2 separate regions of the Mus musculus genome follow, and region 1 is linked to region 2. Evidence: chromatin contacts called from public Hi-C data. All regions are on one chromosome and are shown on one strand. Each heading gives the region's core, a stretch centred on a gene start, on an enhancer-like site or on the middle of the called end of the contact. The rest is flanking DNA. Distances are from core to core; before and after follow the strand shown. Region 1 holds the start of Nxn (nucleoredoxin). Region 2 has its middle 5.6 kb from the start of Rflnb.

Evidence for each region. Hi-C and Micro-C count contacts between places; a contact is called where the count stands out from the background.
Region 1: a contact with region 2 is called in a Hi-C map of neutrophils, with 2.6 times the contacts expected there. The contact joins the promoter of Nxn here to the enhancer-like site in region 2. A contact is called at or near these places in 10 of 39 promoter capture datasets (the 3T3-L1 cell line, cranial neural crest, embryonic stem cells and 5 more), 1 of 15 datasets of contacts at CTCF or cohesin (embryonic stem cells), 6 of 484 Hi-C or Micro-C datasets (the N1E-115 cell line, embryonic stem cells, liver and 2 more), 18 of 115 datasets of contacts at active chromatin or transcription factors (the 230-238 cell line, the SCID.adh cell line, T-cell acute lymphoblastic leukemia and 11 more) and 5 of 9 other capture datasets (adipose tissue, embryonic stem cells, liver and 2 more).

What each region holds. Positions count from the first base shown.
Region 1 is chr11:76,394,974-76,401,365 of GRCm38.p6, forward strand. Nxn (nucleoredoxin) reads right to left here and starts at 4,168. Exons shown (of 8, transcript NM_008750.5): 1 at 3,728-4,168. The coding sequence starts at 4,087.
Region 2 is chr11:76,030,226-76,036,451 of GRCm38.p6, forward strand. No RefSeq gene overlaps it. Among named protein-coding and RNA genes, the nearest start is that of Rflnb, 5.6 kb to the left of the region's middle. Within about 2 kb of position 3,751, at least 37 of the 459 cell types and tissues checked have an H3K27ac peak or open chromatin away from gene starts, as enhancers often do. A contact at or near this core is called in bone marrow-derived macrophages, hematopoietic stem and progenitor cells, neutrophils and 1 more, where this site is marked.

The sequences.
Region 1 (6,392 bases), core at 2,918-5,417, 370 kb after region 2:
GGAGCTTGAAGACTGGCTTGGTACCAGAGCTTGTCACCTCCAAAGTGCCCAAGTGACTCGGGAGAAGTCCAGGCTACGACTCTGCCAGCCAGGCAGACTCCATTTACCTGTCCAAAACAAGTAACCAAAGAGCTGGACCAGAGTCGTCACTCAACCCTAACACTTTCCCATCCTGACCTCAAAACACTACAGACCAAGTCAAATCCCAATGCACCTGTGTGGAGGGAGGTCAGTGGTTTGCACCCTGATGGCAAAGCACCCATGAGCAACCGCTCTCCACTAGACACCCAACCCAGGCAAAGCCAAGGCCTGTGGCTTTAAGACCAAAACTGGTGTTCACTCTCGACACCGTTAAGTTGATCCTGGAGCCAGATTCTCCAGTTTCAACAATGAACTTTTATTCATCGAAAGAGACAGCTCAAATTCGAAAGTCTAAATCATCACCAATTTCCAACTGCTCATCACGTTCTCTCTCTACAGAAATCTGAAAAAACGTCCACTAGCCTACTTATTAAAACAAGCCCAACCGTCTTAAGTTCAGGGTTACAGGCTTCCTGACTGAGCCACTCCCATAAATCCACTCAAAGTCTGATTATCATCTAATTACAATTTCTATACAGCTATATAATAATGTGTGTGTTCTGGAAGGAAGAAGAAAAGCTTCAATTACTTTAGACCTACCACTAAAAGAAACAGAAACAGGGAAGACAACGTTCCATAAGGAATTAAAGAGGAGGGGGAAACACCAGGACCCTTTACCTCATGCTTTCTCACAGCTCCAACGGAGGTGAGGGAGTGAGACAAGAATGCAGGCTGAACATATATGGTCATCCCCAGACTTTCTTACTATATAAAGGAGAAATTAATAAAAAGAAGAGAAAGAGAAATACCACACAGCATTTTCTTTCCCCACCATAATTTTTCAATTTTCTGTAGAGAAATGCCAGCCAATAACTAATTAGAACCATATCCTTTGTTTTCCCAATGGGAAGAAACACACAAATGCTTTTAAAGACCAAATGTTAATGAGAACTTAAAAAAAATGTAATCTGGAACTTCAGTTTCCCTTCAGTATAAAACAAATGCCCTTCTTTAAATCTATTTTTACAGTTGGGGAAACAGCCTAGTCAGATCCATCAACACACGTGTGCACGCGCGCGCGCGCACACACACACAGGTGCCTGCCGTGTACTGGGGTGCCCTCTCTCTTCACTTTTCTTGGGGTGAGTTGGTATTGGGAACTCACCAATTTCTGTGCATCTCGATTCCAAGCTGCAGAAGACAAAGCCTTGGTTACAGAAGAGAATGTGTCTTATACCTCTTTGGTTTCAAGGTGGGAAATGGCCCCTCTCACAGTGAGGACACTTCCTTTTCCATTCCCAAGTATGTTTTCTACAAGAAACCGACTTGGCCTTTTTACCTGACATGTCACCACAAAGCGGGACATTATTCCTGGGTCTGACACCAAGTCGCCCGCCCCTTTCCCTCACAGGAGGTTTTTTTTTTTTTTTTTTTCCTTTCCCGAGACAGGGTTTCTCTGTATAGCCCTGGCTGTCCTGGAACTCACTTTGTAGACCAGGCTGGCCTCGAACTCAGAAATCCACCTGCCTCTGCCTCCCGAGTGCTGGGATTAAAGGCGTGCACCACCACGTCGGGCTTTGTTTGTTTGTTTGTTTGTTTTCTTTTCCTTTTTTTTTTTTTTTTCACAGGAGGGTTTCTGGAGCTGAAGAAACCAATGGGCTATAGGGCGAGACTCGGGAAAATGGCACAAAAAATAAATCTGGGAAGCCAGGGACGTGAAGTTCGGTAGTGGAAGGCACTTACTTAGCATGTGCAAAGATCTCATGCCTAGCACCACAAAAATATATAAATAAATGAATACATACATAAATGAATAAATAAAATGAAAATAAATGTTTAAGATGCTGGCTTATGACTTAGGCACATCCAGCATGCTGAGCTGTATTTTCAAATAAGATCCTGCTGGGCCTGTGTCATCCAGATGTTCATCTGAGTGGGACCAGCCAGGGCAGGATAGGGCTACAGAACATGTTCTTTCATGCAAAGGGGTTACCCAGGATAGAAGAAGCCATTGTCATATCAAACACGCTCCTATTTTGGGGGCAAAAGACATTAGACATTTCTAAAACATCTCAGTTTGCTTCCTATTTTTATTGCCCAGAAATTTTATTTCCCCTTCTGTAAAAACTACAATAGGACATAAGTCTGGAACATTCTGCCATTTGGTGTATATATTCCAAAGCTAGAAATCATTTGTATTGCCCAATAAGGATATTATTTTAAACAGATTTTAGTCTACAACAGAAAAAGGCCATGACAATGAAATATTTTTTCAATAAATGACTTCTGAACATTATTCCTTCCCAAAAGGATCATCACAACAACCACCAAAAAGAAAACAAAGGATTCCCATATTTTTAAGCAAAAAAAAAAAGTACTAGTCGTGCATATTCATACCCTAGCAGACACATAAATCATGTAGGAGCATAATAACTTGAAAAAGTAGTTAAGATGTAAAGTCTCGCGTCTGTGTGGTTAGTGGGCTGATGTTTTCCCAATATTAAATTTACCAACTGTATTTCTTAAACTATATTTCAAACTTTAAATCTCACATCTGTGCCTTACATTGCTTACACACTCAAGACATTTTGGGATCAAATTATAAGCCTATTTTGCTCTAAGTCTAAATCATGCGTCTCAACATGATTCTGTACACATAAAAGGAACACGTGGCATGTGTTACCACCCTCCCTGGAGGAACCTAAATGCCCCGAATAGCCCTTCTCCTGTGTGCCCTATAAACTAAGATGCTCCTCAGAAAACGAAAGAGCCAGAGTCATACGTTGCATTCGCCACGCGAATTAAGCAAGGGCACGTCAAAACTTTTCCTGTTAGCACTCATTGCAAAATGTCTTGAATTGGTTTTATTGAAACAGACGTCTTCACCCAACAGATACGCTCAGAAACCCGAACTTAATTTCATCAGCAAACTGATGGGCCGTTTGCTGTCATTCATCTGCACCGATGGGATCAGTTCCGCACCGAATTCGAAGTGTGCCAAGTCAGCCCACCACCAAACTATGGCACGTACAAGGATCGCGGGCTGTTCTGGGCCTGGGAAGATTGCTGGACAGCCAGACAATGAAAAGCTCCCCGGTGGCCACTAACTCAGCCCAGGGGGCGGGGCGGGGGCAAGGGAAGAAAGGGGGAGAGGAGTGAACTCCCCTCTCTCCTAAAGCCCCGATCAGCAGCCGCCTCCGGGTCCCTGGCCACAGAGGAGGGGGTCCCAGGAAGGCAAGATTTCTCTAGGAAAGAAAGGAAACTTCCTGGTGCAGGCATTATGGGAAGGGGGCTCGTGCCCTCCCCACCCCCCACACCACAGGTATCTGCGAGGAGTCAAGTGGCTAGAGGAGGAAGATAAGGGTTGTAGAGTGGGGAGGGCAGAGAGCGGCCACTCCTACGCGATTCCCATCGCGTGGACCAGAGGGGTGTCAAACTTCCCAGCGTGGGCTCAGCTGGGTACTGGCACCCAGGAGTTGCCGCGAGCGCCTCAACACGACAGGATCCTGGATGGGGCAAGAGGAGGGAGCGGGCCAAGATAGAGATGGCAGGCCTATGGACAGCCGGTGAGGGCGGCGAGCAGCTGGCTCCCAGAACGTGGACCGCGCCTGCAGGCCGGGGGCGCCGCGGGGCCCGCGCTACTCACCTTCCGGTGCTTCTCCTTGTAGGGCAGCGCCAGCCATGGCATGTCCCGCACGAAGTCCTGCCACTGCCGCTGGTCTTGGTCCGAAGACACGAAGACGATCTCCAGGCGGTGCCGGGGCTCTGGCTCCGCGGCTGCGCCGGCCCCCGCCCCGGCCCCCGGCCCGGCCGCCGCGTCCCCTCGCAGGCGACCGTAGAAGGCGGCCAGGCTGGCGCTGAGCTGCGCGCAGGGGGCGCTCAGGCTGCACCCGAAGTAGAGCCCCAGCAGCGCGATGCCGCGGGCGCCCAGCGAATGCACGTCCACCTCCTCGCCACCGCCCGTCACCAGCTTGTCTCCCAGCAGCTCCTCCAGGAAGCCCGACATCCTGGCCCACCGCAGCCCCGGCACGCGGGCGGGCGGGTGGGCTCGCAACAGCTACCGGCTCGCTGGTCCGCGCGGCGGGCGGAGGCAGCGGCGGCAGCGGAGGCTGAGAGGGGAGCCCCGCCCACCGGGCCGCCCAGCCACTCCCCTCCATAGCCACGCCCCCTCCGTGGCTGGCCCGCGCTGCGCAGGCAGGTCCCTAGCAGCTGGCGTCTTGGCGCGAGCCTCCGGTACGTGGCTAAAGTAAGAAACCTGACCCGAGTTCTACACCAGGACTAGATTGCCTGGACTTAAGGCAGGAGAACGATCCTCCCGGAACTGGCGCTTTCCGAGGCTGCAAAAGGAGCTAAACCGCATCCCTACCCCTTAATTCCTCTCACCTTTCACTTCTAAACCCTCTCCACACTGAAGTTCTGCACCGGTTCTTGCTCTTTTTCCAGCCTCTCCTTCTCCCTTCCCAATACTAACCCTTAAGACATTTTGAACCCCAAAGACCTCATATAAAACTTGTAGGGTTTTAACATCATCACCACCCAATGTCACTATATCAGGCCAGGTCTTGTTCATCAGTCATGTGTGTGTTTTGTGCTTGTTACTATAAGTAGACTGGCGGGCGCCACCTCTCTGTTTCTGATGCCAAGCACAAGAGAGAGAATTCATAAATACTTGTGGGCTGATTACAAGTCACAGTGTGGGATTTCAGTCCACAGGTCGCTGGAACCATTCCCCGATGGGAAATGGCTCTCTTCCATTTCCGTAAATGTATGCAACAGATGGCGCAGCGTTTCCAAATCAGTATTGGCTGCTCTCCTGACTTCATAGCTTATCTCAGGTCTGCTAGTAGTTGAGAGAGAAAAAAAATTTTAACCCCATCTTGAAAGATGCTTTCCAATGCCTAGGAAAGAACCCTGATTAAACAAATGATCTGTGGCAAGTTTCCTAGGCACGAACACAGGACAAAATGTACACTATTACACATACACATGCATACACACATTTTTAAAAAAGAGGACCATTCATGTGTATCAGCTCAGCTACTAACAACAGTGACATTTTAAGAGGAAAACCCAACCACTGGCTATCCTTCATGGCTTTCGAGGTTATTTCTTTCGTATCTGCCGCCATCTAATGGAAGAATGAAAGAGAGAACTCTACCAACACATAAGATGCAAAAGATTAAAGTGAAAGCAGCAGAATGCTTTAATTACACAGGCTTCCTCTACTGTAACACACACACACACACAAACACACACACACAGAGAGCACAAAGTGTATGACACAAGACCATTTAAATTTCAGAATATAACCTCATACTTCTAGTAGAAATGCCCCAAAGTCCTCAGTGTGTTTAAGGTAGAGAGAAAAATTGTTTAAGTTTTCAGGCCTGTAAAATATCATCACATGAACCAATGAAAGTGTTAAAGACAATCTTCACACACTGGTGCCACAAATGGTGGCTCACGCCTTTAATCCCAGCACCCAGGAAGCACATCTTTGTGAGTTTGAGGGCAACCTGGTCTACAACAGCCAGGCTTACACAATGACACCCTGCTTCAAAACACTAAATAAATTGTCTTATTCGTGTGTGTGTGTGTGTGTGTGTGTGTGTGTGTGTGTGTGTATTCATCTGGTATTACAGGGCATTGTGAGACACCCCATACAAATGTAGAGGTCCAAACATGAATTCTCTAGAGCTCTTAACCAAGCTGAGCCATCTCTCCAGCAACCCTAGCATCCTGTTTCTAAAGCCTTAAATTTATGGATATGATGGTGCGTTCCTGTAATCCCAACTGTTAGGAGGGTGAAAGCAAGAGGATCCTAAGTTCCAGGCCAGCCTGTAGGCAGAGGGAGGCTCTGCTTCAAAATAAACTCTTAAAGTGAATTAAAATGTTTCATCTTGGGGCTGGAGAGATGGCTCAGTGGGTAAGAGCACCCGACTGCTCTTCAGAAGGTCCTGAGTTCAAATCCCAGCGACCACATGGTGGCTCATAACCATCTGTAATGAGATCTGACTCCCTCTTCTGGTGCATCTGAAGACAGCTACAGTGTGCTTACATATAATAAATAAATAAATATTAAAAAAAAAGTTTAAAAAATTTCATCTTCCCATCGGAGTCACATTTGAAGTATTCCTGAGTGGGTATGTGATTTCACATGTCTGAAAGCGTGTCAGACAGATAGATATCTGCAGTCAGACATCGTCAAATTCTAAACATATGTGAAAGGAGGCCAGGCATGATGGCCAGATATGCCTTTAGTCAAGGCAGAGTCAAGGCAGATCTCTGTGAGTTCGAGGCCAGCTTGGTCT
Region 2 (6,226 bases), core at 2,501-5,000:
AATACTATCTGGCCAGGCCTTGTCTGGGATCCCTGGCACTCCTGGTTGGAGAACAGAGGTGCTCTTGGAATGAGAAAGGGCCAAACCAATGGACTCAGATGTCCCTAGAAGGGGATTTGCCATGTAACTGTGTGTGTGTGAACTTTGCAGCTCAGATCCTGGAATTGGGCTCTATCTCTGCAGCCTTGAGCAGTGAGTTTAGACCTAAAATGCTCTCTTGGCACACACCTTTAATCCCAACACCTGGGAGGCAAAGGCAGGCAGGTCTCTATGAGTTCAAGGCCAGCCTGTTCTACAGAGCTAGCTCCAGGACAGCCTGGACTACACAGAGAAGCCTGTCTCAAAAACAACAACAACAAAGTTTCTGGCCTGAAATTCTAGACAATTCTCCTGCCTCAGCCTATCACTTCCAAGTACTAGGATTATGGTGTGAACCACTACCCCCAGCTTCCTAGAGCCTTGCTCCACAAATTCTTCACTATCTTACATCTTCTTCCAGATGTTTCCCCCAGGATGTTGCTCAGAATATCCTAATTAAAGCTTGGGGGGAATTCCAGGCCCGTCGGGGCTACATACCAAGAACTTGTATTAAAATAAAGTAAAATAAAGCCAGCAGGGGAAAGAAAGAGGCACCTGACTCTCCCCTGACCCATCCTGGCCCAGTTTTGGAGACAGGCTTTCAATTGAGGAACAGCTGGTTATCTGTAGAAACCAGGAGGTAGGTTAGACAAAACAAGCAAGGTCCAGAGAGACCATGGGGCCTACATAGAGATTGGCCTCATCTAAATGCTGTCCTTTCAGAAAAGGGTCATCACCGCTAGGGGCCTAGATCACAGAGGCACCGTGTCCTCACAGACCTTGGCTTCCAGCCTGTGCTCTCTCCCAGCATCCCTCAGGAACAAAGGCTGCCTGACAACGGATGCCAACCCTGAAGCTTTTGTAAGGTTTGTTTTTCTCTCTTTTCTTTTTGCACTTAGTAAACTGATGCCCAAATGGGAATTAAGTCAGACAAGGGCAAAGCAGGACCCCCCTCATGGCTGCTGCTTATTTCTGTGGACTGGCCTGTCTTCAGCAAAGCCAGCCAATGGACTAAAACCACTCTCGGCTCAGTCTTCTGGCTTTTGCCCATGTCTGTGGCACATTGGGGTCTCCAGCCTCCAGGATTCAGGGTTGTTCTCTGTTCAATAATGGGGAGGATTTGCCTCACTGTCCAGATCTCTTCTTTCCTTCATGTATTCATGCTAACGAAATGCTTTAAAAACTAGAACTCAATTCTTTCCTCTAAGTATCTGAAGATTAAAGTCCTTATTTTCAAAGGACATTGGAAGAGATCTGCCATACTTATTCAAGAAGGAAGGGTAGGTGGCACAGGCCCGCAACATCAGCACTTAGGAGATGGAGACACAGGGATCACAAATCTGAGAATTAAAGGCCTGACTGAAGAGATGGCTCAGGAGGTAAAAACACTTGCTGTTCTTCTCAAGGTCAAAGTTCAGTTTCCAGTACACATGGCAGCTCACAGCTTTCTATATTTCCAGTTCCAGAGGATCCAACAGCCTCACACAGACATACATGCAGGCAAAACATAAATGCACATTTCATATATATATCTATACATATATACATATATGAATATATATGAACTGAAGGGTATCCTTGACTACCTTGAGAGTTTGAGGCCAGCCTGGGCTACATGAGCCCTTGTTAGGTTTTGTTGTTGTTGTTGTTTTTTTTAAATTTTGTTTTAAGGGAGCAGGGCGGAATAAAAAAGATGTGCTTTAGCCAGGAACCAGACTCTGTGGTGCATACCTAGAACAGGAGACTTGAGGCTTGGCTTAGGCTATTGAGTGATATCTTGTCAAAAAAAAGTAAAAAGAAAAAAAAGAAAAGGAAAGAAAGAAAGAAAAGAAAGACATACTGTAATGGTCAGAAACCTACCACAACCATCAAGAGCGTGGGCTCTGTTGCTGAGGCTGGGAGTAGGCTAATAACCACGAGCCCTCGGGATTCACAGAGTGGCATAGAGCCAGAGGCATACCCAGTGCTTGCCTGGCAATGTTGGAGCTAAGCAAGTCTGAAGGACCAAGGGGCCCCTTTCCAACCTCTTAACTGGGAGCTGACCAGTTTGAATGAAGAGATGTGGTCTGCTCAAGCCAGAGGGCAATGTTAGCCTAGAGACCAAGTGTGGCACGTGCTCGAATGTTCCCTGAGTAGGGAGCCCCGACAAGCTTGATGAACTCTGGCCCCACCTGGTTATTCCCACCTGTCAGCTCAGAGCCGACTTTACAGAGCACAGTTAAAAAGATCCATTTCTGGCCTCTGCAAGGGACACAGGTGGAATTTTGCGAAAGGCTGAGGCACATGGGCTCCTTGAGCCTACATCAATGCATTTGTACTGCTGGCTCTATTCGGCATATTCAGATTGGACGAGGGCTTGCAAGCTGGGAAGACAGCCCTTGGTTAAGCAATGGCTGATCAAGTTCTTGGTTCCTTGGCTGACAGGCATGAAAGAAGAGCATGCTTCACTGTGCCTTAGAACAAAGAGCTGGTCTATGGGGCCAAACAGCAAAGCCTCAAAGGCTCCCAAGCTGCTTCAAGATCACAGAGGATCCAGCATGGCATGGCTGCCTGAGACAGGAGAGAGAATAGGAGCCCTTGGGGACACCCAGTTGCTCTTCTTATGACAGTTGCTTGGGGCTGGAGAGATGGCTCAGGGGTTGAGAGCATTGGCTACTGTTCCAGGGGACCTGGGTTCCTCTGGGTTCCATTCCCAGTACCCACATAGAGTATCACAACCCCCTGTAACTCCAATCCTAGCGAATCAGACACCCTCTTCTGGCCTGGCACCTCCATCCCAGCAGACCTCTCTGAATATGCTTTTCTTTATTATAAATGTTCTGTTTATTTTTATATAGCTGAGGATGACCTTAAACTGAACTCCTGATTCTCCTGCCTCCAGCAGCCAAGTACTGGGATTTTTAGGTGTGTACCACCATGCCTACCTTTATTGACTAATTTAACATTTTTTAGATTTATTTATTTTATGTATTTTTCTTGTATTTTATGCATTTTTCTTGTACCACATGCACATCTGGTGTCCTGGGGGATTAGAAGAGGGTGTCAGCTCCCTTGGAACTGGAGTTTCAAAGTCCTCCGGGACTGGTGTTTAAAACTGAAAAGCACTTTCAAGTCAGAAACAAAACAAGAGCAATCCAAATAGCACTCTAGTCCTGTTGCACCAGGAGCCAGGCTTTCATTGCTGCTACAGATTGCAAAAGTCTAAGCTCTTATCATTTGGACCTATGCTGCTGTGCCTATGAGGAGAGGTGACCAGGAAGAGGAAAAAGAACTACTTCACTTTCTTGTTTATTGCCTCACCACACGCTATGTGGAAAGGAAGAGCACTGGGCTGGCATTGTAGCTCAGTGGGTAGTTTTATCTGTCTAGCAAGAACGAAGCCCTGGATCCAACCCCCGGCACCCTGGGCATGGAAGTGTGTGCCCGTAATCCCGGCACTGGGAAGGTGGAAGCAGGAGGATTAGATGTTTAAGGTCATCCTTGGCTGCATATCAAGTTTGCGGCCAGCTGGGCTACACGTAACCCTTTCTCAGGAAAACACAGAAAGAAAGCATGGCCATTGATTTCATGGTTGATCCAACGAAGCCCCAAGCAGAAGGGTCTGGGTCTTTTATACAATGGAGCGAACTCTCTTGCAAGATGCGGCCTAGGTTGGGTCACATTTGGTCTTGTGCAATTAAAATGAAAGGGGAACTTCTGGCTCCTGGCTTTCTACAGCTATAGCTGCAATGACACCCTAATTTAGCCCACGATGCCTGCCAGAAAAAAACATCATGGCCCTGCTGAGGGAGGATGTGGAGATGTAGGTACCCACACACTCAAAGAAGAGTGCTCAGCAAAACCACCTTGCAGAAGCAAGAGAGACAGGCAAATTTTTTTTTTTTTTTTGCATGTGTGTGGAGGCCAGATATTTTCTTGGATTTCTCTGTATATACCTCAGTAGTGTCACTTTGCTCCCAGGATCCTCTTTCCTACCTACTGAGCGTTAGGACTGCAGGCAAGCCACCACCATACTCTCTGGGCTTTGGTGCAGCTGCCTGAGGATCCTAACTGCATCCCTCATGTTGGGAGGAAAGCGTTTTACCAGCTGAAGCATCTCCTCCCACCCTTTTTTTTTTTTTAAATTTTGAGACAGGCTCTCACTATATAGCTCTGGCTGGCCTGGAACTCACTATGTAGACCAGGCTAGCTTCAAACCCACATACATCTGCCTGCCTCTGAATACCAGCTACAGGATAGGCTGAGACAGGGGCACTGGGAACTTAAGGCCTGCCTGGCCTACATAGAAAGATCAAGGTTATCCTGATAAACCTCAAAATAAAAACAGGAGCCAGAGAGAGATAGGCCAGCAGATAAAGATATCTGACACTAAAGCTGGTAGCTAGAGTTTGATCTGCAGGTCCCACAAGGTGGATACAGAGAACTGGTCCCTGAGAATTGTGCCCTGACCCTCACATGTGTGCTGTGGCAGGAACACACCCACATACTCACACTCACAAAGAAAACCTGTGAATGAATAAAGTGTAATAGAATATCTTTTAAATAAATGTATAAATAAATAACAATGAAGCTCTAACTGGCCCTAGGTCCTCAGTCTTGATAAAACAGCAGCAGGCGAGAGGAGGAATAGGGGGGCTGCTGCTGTAGTCAGGTCCCAGCCGCAGGTTAGAGTAGAGCCGCAGAATCAGGCATGACTGGAGGAGAAAGAGCACAAATCATGAGCACAGACAGATGGCGGGTCCAGACAGAGGAGCAGAGCAGGGAGCAAGCTGAGTAGGTTGGGTCCTAGAAGTGCTGACGCTCTGCAACAGCCAGGAGTTCTCTGTCAATCATTACTTGATTTACACGCTAGGTGGTCACATTACAGGCCAGGGACCCCTTCACCATCAAAGTGTCAGGCATCTTCCTCTGGATGTGGTCCGGAAGAGGAATCAGCTTTTTCCCATGAGCCCTTGGGCACGGCTCTCCTAATAACGTTACTACGCTTATGCTTCTACAGCCCCAACTCACCCCAATACATTCATAGGGCGGTGCCCTTCATCCTACTGGGAAGAGATCATTACCAATCTGTGCAGGTGGGATGGTGCCAAATACCCGCTGCTGTTCACAAGTCTAGCTGCAGTCGTCCTCCACCTTCAAAACGGAGTCACTCCAGGCAGGGCACAGGCTGAAAAACCACTGTCTCACACAATAGGGAGGTAGCTTAGACCAGAGACAACCTGATCTCACCAGAGTCTCAACTAGTAACCTTTCTGCAAAATGAGGGACTTTGGACAAAGTCCCCAAAGTAATAAAGCAAGGCACACTGAACTCTGATGCTCCAGTTCAGAACTTCCCACCTGGAGGGAAGGGGGACTTACTGCTGTGGGGTAGCAAGTGTCCAGCTATGGATCCCCTTAACCTTGAGCTGCTGGGGGAGGGAAAGGCTGCCCGGAGGCAGGCATAGCTTCCTTCTTCATCTATTGACTTCCCGAGGTAACAGGATACATCTTCATGCCCATATTTCAAGTTCCCCCCAAATCTGGAAAGTGTTGACACTTAAGGCCTCAGGTATAATAGCCCCAGCACTTTAGGGATTTTCTTTCTTTCAGCCTCTTATCTTCATTCCCCTTACACAACTGTGGTGGCTTTGAGTCGGAATGGCCTCCATAAATGTAAATGCTTGGTCATTAGAGAGTGGCACTACTTGGCAGGGATTAGGAAGCATGGTCTTGTTGGAGTGGGTGTGGCCTTGTTGGAGTGGGTGTGGCTTTGTTGGAGTAAGTGTGTCACTGGGGTGGTGGGCTTTGGGATTTCAAATGCTCAAGCCAGGTCCAGTGACCTCCTGCTGCCTTTGCATCCAGATACAAAGCTCTCAGCTCCTTCTCCAGCATTATGTCTGCCTGCATTCCACCATGCTTTCTGCTATGATGATGATGGACTAAACCTCTGAAAGTATAAGCCAGCCCCAATTAAACACTTTCCTTTATAAGAGTTGCTTTGGTCATGGTGTCTCTTCACAGGAATGGGGCACTGACCCTTGTTCTTAAAACTGACTACTATGCAGAGTAGGTGCTCAGAGCTTTCCCGGGTATCTTTCTTTAGTGGAGGAGGTGGCCTCTAAGGTTTTTCTGAACAGAAACTGGGCAATAGTTCAGGTGCTATTGTT